Regions from separate parts of the Zea mays genome. Here regions 2 and 3 are each linked to region 1. A link is a contact called in public Hi-C data. All regions are on one chromosome and are shown on one strand. Each heading gives the region's core, a stretch centred on a gene start, on an enhancer-like site or on the middle of the called end of the contact. The rest is flanking DNA. Distances are from core to core; before and after follow the strand shown.

The links. Hi-C and Micro-C count contacts between places; a contact is called where the count stands out from the background.
Region 2: a Hi-C map of leaf shows a contact between it and region 1, with 3 times the contacts expected there. The contact joins the promoter of LOC100276629 here to the promoter of LOC103650882 in region 1. A contact is called at or near these places in 3 of 25 Hi-C or Micro-C datasets (ear, leaf and tassel).
Region 3: a contact with region 1 is called in a Hi-C map of endosperm, with 2.1 times the contacts expected there. The contact joins the promoter of LOC100284495 here to the promoter of LOC103650882 in region 1. A contact is called at or near these places in 7 of 25 Hi-C or Micro-C datasets (bundle sheath, ear, endosperm and 1 more).

What each region holds. Positions count from the first base shown.
Region 1 is chr3:171,357,948-171,360,680 of Zm-B73-REFERENCE-NAM-5.0, forward strand. It overlaps LOC103650882, which reads right to left and starts at 1,329. Exons shown (of 13, transcript XM_008676473.3): 1 at 954-1,329. The coding sequence starts at 1,238.
Region 2 is chr3:171,216,381-171,219,170 of Zm-B73-REFERENCE-NAM-5.0, forward strand. LOC100276629 reads right to left here and starts at 1,482. Exons shown (of 4, transcript NM_001150371.1): 1 at 1,105-1,482. It overlaps LOC111591187, which reads left to right. Exons shown (of 1, transcript XM_023302131.1): 1 at 1-1,407. The coding sequence ends at 106.
Region 3 is chr3:171,120,630-171,123,413 of Zm-B73-REFERENCE-NAM-5.0, forward strand. It overlaps LOC100284495, which reads right to left and starts at 1,418. Exons shown (of 6, transcript NM_001345857.1): 1 at 826-1,418. The coding sequence starts at 1,216.

The DNA.
Region 1 (2,733 bases), core at 79-2,578:
CTCAACGGCATTGCTTACAGCAAGTTCAGAACACGCTTTTGAGCGAAAAAAGGGAGCAGTTGAGAATACCATTCTCATTTTTTTATGACTGATAATCTTCCATGAATCATGATAGAGACAGATGTAAGATTCAGATATGGTAATGCTGCAAGCTGTGCACGAGGAATGTATGAACACAGCCCTGGCTCCCAGTCTACATAATGAACTAATTAAGCCTCAAGCTGGGAAAAGTAACCCAGACACCGCTGCCATCTTGCTACACTCATAAGGCCATGACACTCCTCAGGGCAGAAGGCCAGAAGCCAAGAGGATTCTGCTGACAAGAACCACTTCCGTATTGCAAGCACCTAGCGCCACAGACATCTCAGGGACCTAAGGGCAACCGCAGTGGTACACACTCAGCTCTCTAATCTCTATAAGGAATGCATGCCAGCATCTATCCTATGTGGCAACAAATTAAATAAAGAGAGTGCTGCTATCTATGAACCTGGAGTAAAGTCTATACGCAGAAACCGATGTAGTGCAGGGAGTGTATTAAGTATTAAAAATAGCTATAGATATCTACTATAAATACACCATTGCAAAGATTTACTATAGTAGTATAGTATATAGATGATATTGATGTTGCTATAGAAGGTGTTCTATCTACGCTATTGCGGCTGCCTTAATGTCCAAAACAACCAAGCGCACCACACGATTCCCACCTCTGCCATCCCACATTACCTCGAGGTGTGGTCTGAAAACCCAATTTGCAAGGTCGAGGAGAACTTGCGTCCTATCCGGTCATTCATGCCGCTGCTACCATTACCCCGAGCTTCAGAGACATTACTACTCTACCACGCTATTTTTGAACAATTAATTACTTCGCATTTTAGGGATCAATATTAATACGCAATTTGAGGTGGATTAAATAGAACACCAGAGTGCATTGATCTCTCGAGCTTGAAGCTTACCCGAGAGAGTTGGCGAAGGTCGCGCTCGCTGTCGACGTGGGCCCCGATAGCACCGGCGGCGATAGCGGAGGCGGCAGCGCCCTGCGCGAATCCCGCCACCGCGGAAGCAAGGAGCCTAGCTGCCAACGCGGCGGACGCGGCGGCGGCGGCCGGGCCTATGGCGCCCCCGCCGCAGCGGCCGAACGCGACGGCCGCGACGGCGGCGCCCGTGGAGGCGGCGATGGCGTTGAGCAGCACCGCGCAAGCGGTGGACCACCGGACGGTAGACAGCACGCCGGCGGCCATGCCGCTGCTGCTGCGAGGCAGAGAGGGCGGAAGCGGGCAGGTGGCTAGCGGAGGCGACGAGGCGGGGGCGCACGAGGCCGGCACTGTGGCCGGGCACGAGATGCCACGGGTACCGCTGGGTTTGTTATGAGGGGGGAGAGGTGGGGCCCGGCGTCAGTGGGAGTGTGACCTGTACTGCGATTTAGTTGGCAGTTGAGCTGCTCGGTTTCGCTGCGCGCAGCGCGCTGTCTTCGAAATTCTGGTTGCGCGTGCGATTGTGCGAAGCCAAAAGCAAATTACTCCGGCTACAGTACTAGTACGCGCTAGTTCAGCGGGCCCGAACAGATCATCTCTGGCTTTAGGTCCACTGGTCAGCTACGAATCGGTAATTAGTTTTGTGTTAGTGTTAAGCCTCGGTTTGTACTAGTGTGCTAGAAAGGTCTGTTGACGCGGACCCCACACGTCATTTTGTGTGGACTGTGGACCAGGGTGTGGTTGGCATGTGCACATCGCGTAACTGCCTAGGACGAGGTCATTGCGGTAGGTGTCACTAGTCAACGTTAAGGGTCCACTCCCACTTGGCGAACACTGTTGGGATCCAGAATTTAATAAAGCTCTCATCGATTTTAATAGAATAAAAGTAAGATTTAAAATATAATATTTGAATAATAGAATTGAGTCTAAAGAGAGAACATATAGATGCCCGAGTAATATCTTCATTTATAGTAGCTCTAATTCTAGTGGTAGAACTTTTAAAAGAAATCATATATTAAAGAAATAAAATGGACTAATAAGGTAGTACTAAGCAAATAATAAAAACAAGTATTTTATCAATACCACTAGCGAGAGATAATTTAATCTTGTGCGTTCTCATATCTTGAAAATCCCTTGATATCTTATCATCTTCAATGGTTACTAGGTGAGTGTCCGTGCGTTGCAACGGAAACATATAATATCATGATAACTTATGAACAAATGTGTGGCCAAAAAAGGGGATTTCATTAATAACAATACCATAAGCCTGGTATAGAAGTTTTGACAGTTAAGAAATCTTTGTACCACCACAAACATGCTAAACAAACCACACATCAAAGAATCGATCAATTCATATGAAAAATGGTAGTAATGTAAAGCTGGTACGAGCACAAACATATTGCTTTTTCTAAACGTCACAAGTATTGATCAAGATAAGTCTAGGAATAATATGTGGTTTAATAGGTTACTACAACTAACCATAAAACTCAATATTAACCATGCATCCAAACACTTGCCCAAAGTTTCACGGTTGCGGCCTTTCGAAAGAATCTACAGCCTCCAGCGAGCGCACAGCAGCATCATACCCGTACGGGTACCTCTAAACTGTTGTCTGCACTCAAGACTCACAACAGCAAATTCAGGATTAGTTGGCCACTGAATTCATGGGCATTCTGGGGAGAGTATGCAAAATTCACGGAGGCAAAGATGACAGAAAAACAATCGACATATACTCGTGTCATCAATACTCAAAATAATCTGA
Region 2 (2,790 bases), core at 232-2,731, 140 kb before region 1:
ACCACACCGGGTCGCCGAGGAGGTCCGCCATCACCCGGAAGATGGCCGCCAGCTCCGCCCCCGGCAGCTCCGACGCCGGTGCGTCCCCTCCAGGGATTGCAGGTGACAGGGATCGCAGCTGGGAGGGTGAGGAGGGCGCGATGGGAGTGGAGCAGAGGGGGAGGATGTCGGGGGTTGGGGGCAGAACCGTGCACCATGAACGACAATTAAGGTGCTCAAAGTATTAGGACAAGTGTCCCTACTCCCTAAGGTGTGGCAATTAAGGTGCTCAAAGTACCAGAACTGAAGTTCCAGTATTTTGCACAAATCTAGGAGTGGTTTCAGCATAACTTCTTACGACTGGTACATAGGTAAGTGGAGCACGTTTATCCCAGACCAATCAGCTGGCCAGTTGCAAAAGTGGAGCGCTTTAACCTACTACAATTGATCAGTTAACCAGGCACGTCAAGGGCTTAGTTATATCCCTATAGCTTAAATATCCATCATTCATGCCCAAACAATCAGCAGAGACCTAAGATTTTAAAGTCCAGATGAACAGGTACCCAGTTCAGAGGTGAAACATATGATCGTTGATCGCTATATAGGGAAGGACTGATAGTATTTTTCAGGTATCGTAGTATGGTTTCTGCTACAGTCTTGCAAGACTCAGCTAAAAACTACAATAAGAAAACTGTTCCAAAGCTAACACTGAAGCTAATCAAACTAAATCCAGCCCCTCAATGCTAACCACACTGATGATTTTAAAAACTACATTCGACGAATGCAATGGCATTATATGCCTAAGATCCACAAATCTACTCACCTGGAAACTGAATCATAAACCCAAATAGTCAACTCTATCTATTTGAGTTCAAATCAGCACATCAAACAAATAAGATCTCTCACACCTTCTTGAATCTGAAACTCATGGACGAGCAAGCAAATCACACGTTCTCGGAGAAGCATCTGTACATTCCCACCGACACCTCAAAATCATGCGCCAAGGGCGCTGAGATCCAAGGTTTACCTCCCCAAACGCACCAAATCAACAACTCAACCCGACGCAACCAAACCCAGAAAGGAAGAAAAAAGAAAACACCACGAGATCGCAGCCGTCGATCTTACCGACGGAGGAGCACTTGCTTCTGTCTGCCTCGAGCGCGGGGACAGCGGCGAGGATGAAGGCAAAGGGGCAGGAGGCGAGTGGCGTGGGGGAGTAGGGCGGCGAGCATTGCAGACGCCGGATAGGGAGGGGATAGCGACGACCGTTGATGGCGGCAACGAAAGCGTGACCACCATCCGGGATCAAAGCGGAGCGGAGGATGTCGGGGGTGGAGGCAGAACCGTGCACCACACCGGTGTGGATGCCTACGCTCTACTCTTAAGAAGTAGTAGAGATAATAGATAGTGGGCACGTAAGAATGAGAGGTATTCAGTAATGTGATGCATATGGCAATGCACTAGTAAAAAACAATGTATTTATTCTGAATGATTGGTTTCCCTGTTGTCCGCGCTCATGTCCTCTCCATGGGTTGAATATGCCCAAACCGTTGATTAGTTGCATGTATGCGGAGACTGATCTGCATGCGCGGGTGTAATGCATGGCTCTTTTTCACCAATTGGATGTATGAGCAGGGAAGCGGGGACATGAGGTTCCAGCCCATCTAGGTCTGCGCGAGCCTGATGTTGGCGAGCGTGCCAACCAATCATGCAAATTGGCGAGCGTGCCAACCAATCATGCAGATTGTGTTTTAGGAGCGTGCCAACCAATCATGCGGATTGTGTTCTAGGAGCATGCAGGGCGACTCCCATTTACTATTAAGCGATATGCATAACAGAGAGAGGATATGTATTTTTGGCTCTTCTTTAGCAAGCCACGCAAAATACATCACTAGTATGCATTGGCTATTGGAGGATTGTTTTCACATGAACAATATCCGTTGGAAAGGCAAAACCCCTGTCCATCGCACCTGTGCATCGCACGTTGGGGTTAGTCATGCCCGTGTGAAAGGGGCAGCAGGCCTGCATGCGCTGATGCACTGATGTACGTGGGTCAACGGGACGAGCGAAACGTTCTCGACGCACCACGAGTCTGCTAGTTTAATTACCACAGACGACGACGACGATAATAATAATAATAATAATAATAATAATAATAATAATAATAATAATAATAATAATAATAATAATAATAATAATAATAATAATAATAATAATAATAATAATAATAATAATAATAATAATAATAATAATAATAATAATAATAATAATAATAATAATAATAATAATAATCACTCTCTGTCGCAAAATAAAATTCGTTTTAGAAAATTAATGGATTCATATAATATCTGATATATGTGTTTTATATATGTATTTAGATTTATCACTACCTATTTAAATATAGACATAAAAAAACTAAAGCGACTACTGTTTTAGCACGGTTGGAGTAAAGAACAACAAAACTCGATACATACGTATATACTACGGGGGTGTTTGGTTGCTACTGCTAAAGTTTAGCCCGGGTCACATCAAGCGTTTGACTTTTAAATAGGAGTATGAAATATAGACCCAACCAACTGGACTAGATTCGTCTCGTCTTTTAATCTTCGGCTGACAAATTAGTTTTATAATCCGACTACATTTAATACCCGGAACGGAGGTTCAAACATTCGATGGGACATGGGCTAAATTTTAGCGGGGTGTAACCAAACACCCCCTACATCGTCACATGATCCGGGTGAATGGTTTCGAGTCCTTTTCGCTCCACTTTTCGGGAGCAAATGAAGCACATCACATCACCAACCAACCCCA
Region 3 (2,784 bases), core at 168-2,667, 240 kb before region 1:
TTTTCATTTTAAGAAAAACAAGAACATTGTACCATCGATGATTTTTCTTCTTTATCGCGTTCTAGCTAGAAAGTAGTTGGATGAACGGCTGGTGAGTGCTGCTGACAAGCGCTGCCCAGCCCCCAGCAGGTTCGCCGTAGCTACAGCCGGATTCGCAGCGGGACGGCCAGGAACGGTCGCCCTCACGTCACCTAGGTCGGCAGCATATAGGCCGCCTTTCCGAAAACCGAAAGAGCAGACAATGGAGGGGACGGGACCAATCCGCGTGTATTTGTTTACGTTAATTTCATACTGTGGTCGCGATAGGATTCTTCGGCAAGGTGCGTTGCATTTGCACTGCGCTTGCGTACTACTGTGCGACGAACGATGTTGCGGCACGGATTCACTACCAAGGGAGCTAGGGAAGCATTGTTAATGAGAGCCGAGAACGCTGGACATGTGCGCCGGTGGGTGGGTGATCGACTTCGCGTCTCGTTCGGAGCTGGAGCTGGAGCTGGAGCTGGAGAGGAGTATTATTCTATACAACGGCCGCCGGGCACATGCCAACCAACCAAATCAGCGAGACCAACGTTATGCTAATTTACTCTAGTATTATTCTAGCTTAGCTGAAGCCGAAAGCGCAGTGATTACAGCTACCGCCATTTACTCTAGCAGTTTAGTTACTGTTACTGTTACTCCTACCTTGGGTTCGAATTCAACGTGCTCCTAGCCTGCCTCCCTAATCACGGCAAAGCCGGAAAACGACGACCGAGACACGTACCCCAGCAAGCGCAAGCTGGATGGAGTTACGCTTACGCAAGGGAGAGAGAGAGAGAGCATACGCACCGTGCGGGTCGGTCATGAGGCGGGAGAGCAGCCCGGCGGGGGAGCTGCTGTGGCGGAACAGCGGGGAGGCCGCGGGGGGAGCCAGCAGGTGGTGCTGCTGCTGCTGCAGCGGCGGCGGCACGCGGATCTCGCCGGAGCCGCCGTACGCCCGCTCGAGGGGCGGGCGTCCGCAGTCGGTGCGGCAGCTGGAGTCGCAGGAGGTGAGCCCCGAGGACTCGGCGGAGTAGAACCGGCTCACGGGCGGCGGCGGCGGCGCGGGGTCGCCGCGGGTGACGGAGTCGGCGATGGCGGCCAGGAGCGAGCCCGGCGCGGAGCCGTACCGGGCCAGCCCCTGCCCCTGCGCCGAGGGCGGCCGCATCGCCCCGTGGAGCGCCGGCGTCAGGTGGTTCATGGCTGCTGCCTGCCTGCGCGCGGGCCGGGCGATCGGTCGTGGACTGTTGCTGTTGCTGCTCCCTCTGCCGCTGCTCTGCCCTCGGCAATCAATCCGGCTCGCGCTCTCTCTCTCTCTCTGCCTGCCTGTCTGTCAGTGCGAGCGAGGCGGATGGTGGTGCGGTGGTGGTGGTGGTGCGTGCGCTGCTGCTTTTGAGCGCGGCGTCCGGGGGGCAGGGCCAGGGGGGATGGATCAGAGGTCTCATGGTCGTTCGTGGATGGGCGGGTGCACGCACCGGTTTCGGGCGTGGGGCCCACCCGAGATGGACAACACAGGGAAGACGGAAGATGCGGCGGGGGTTACAGGTGGACCGAGACCTGGGCGCCAAGTCAGCCGCAGGAGACGGTCATGTGCGTGCCAGGCCAGCCGACATGCTTGCAGCGTGTGCGTGCGTTCACAATCGCGAAGCTGACCGGACTGCTACTCTGCTCTTAGCTCTCTGTTGGGCTTTTCCGGGCCTGGGTCGAAGGCCCGTTCCTGTGACTGTCTCTTTCACTTTCTCCCTGACCCTTTGCCCTCGCGAGACGGATACTGTTCGGTGGGGATGGGATCAGATCGGATGCCTTGCTGGCTGCTGACGCTGCATCAGGATCAGATATTATTCAGGACACTAGTATACTTGCGGCTTTATATTTTCTACTAGTATCACACTTAGTTATTATACTGCTCTATTAAAAATCTTGTTACAAAATATTACATATATGATCAATCTAAGGGGTGCGACAGTTTTTCTCAAGGGACATACCTCTTGGGATACACCCCTTCACTTGTATATAAGTGTAATGATCTATGGAATACACACAACAGTTCTATCATTTATCTCTTTCAATCTCGTTACCACTGAGTTCTAACACGTTATCAACACTGCTCGTGAGAGAAAAAAGAATTTTCTGTTAGAGAGAAAGAATCGGAAGGCATCACTCGCTGTTGAAGAAAATTGGAGGGCTCTGCCTCTAGAACAACAGGAAGGTATTGATCCTACTGTTCATCTTTGCATTCGTCGTTTGCGTGAAGAACTTTGTGACGACCATCGGCCAAGCATGGCATCAACGGCTTCAGAGCGCCCGACGAGGCCCGACCATGGCTTGGCATGCGCAGGCACGCGCGCGCGCATAGGCCAACCGGACCATGGCGCACCGGCCCCGGCAGCGGGCGCGGGCGCACTCCGGCCCCAACAGCGGGCGCAGGCGCGGGCAGGAGCCCCTGGTGGCTGCTTGCTTGGCGCGAAGAACGGCGACGGCCGTCTCGCTGGCGTGAGGACTGGCGGGCGGATCCACCCGGCATGGCCAGCGCGCTGAGGCACACCACGCCCATGGTGTTTAGCGGCGCGGACCGAGCCAGCGGCTGTCCTGGCGGATGGACCCCGCGGGTGCGTCGCGGCCACGACGGTCGCGGACGCATCTCTCTAGTGCGGGCAAGGACTCCGGCTCGCTGGCGTATGGCCGCGGTGGCCCAGGGCAGCGCGACTCAACCCGCCTCCTGTGCGGGCAAGGCATGGGAGGCCTCGCTCTCCTGATGGCTCCCCGGCG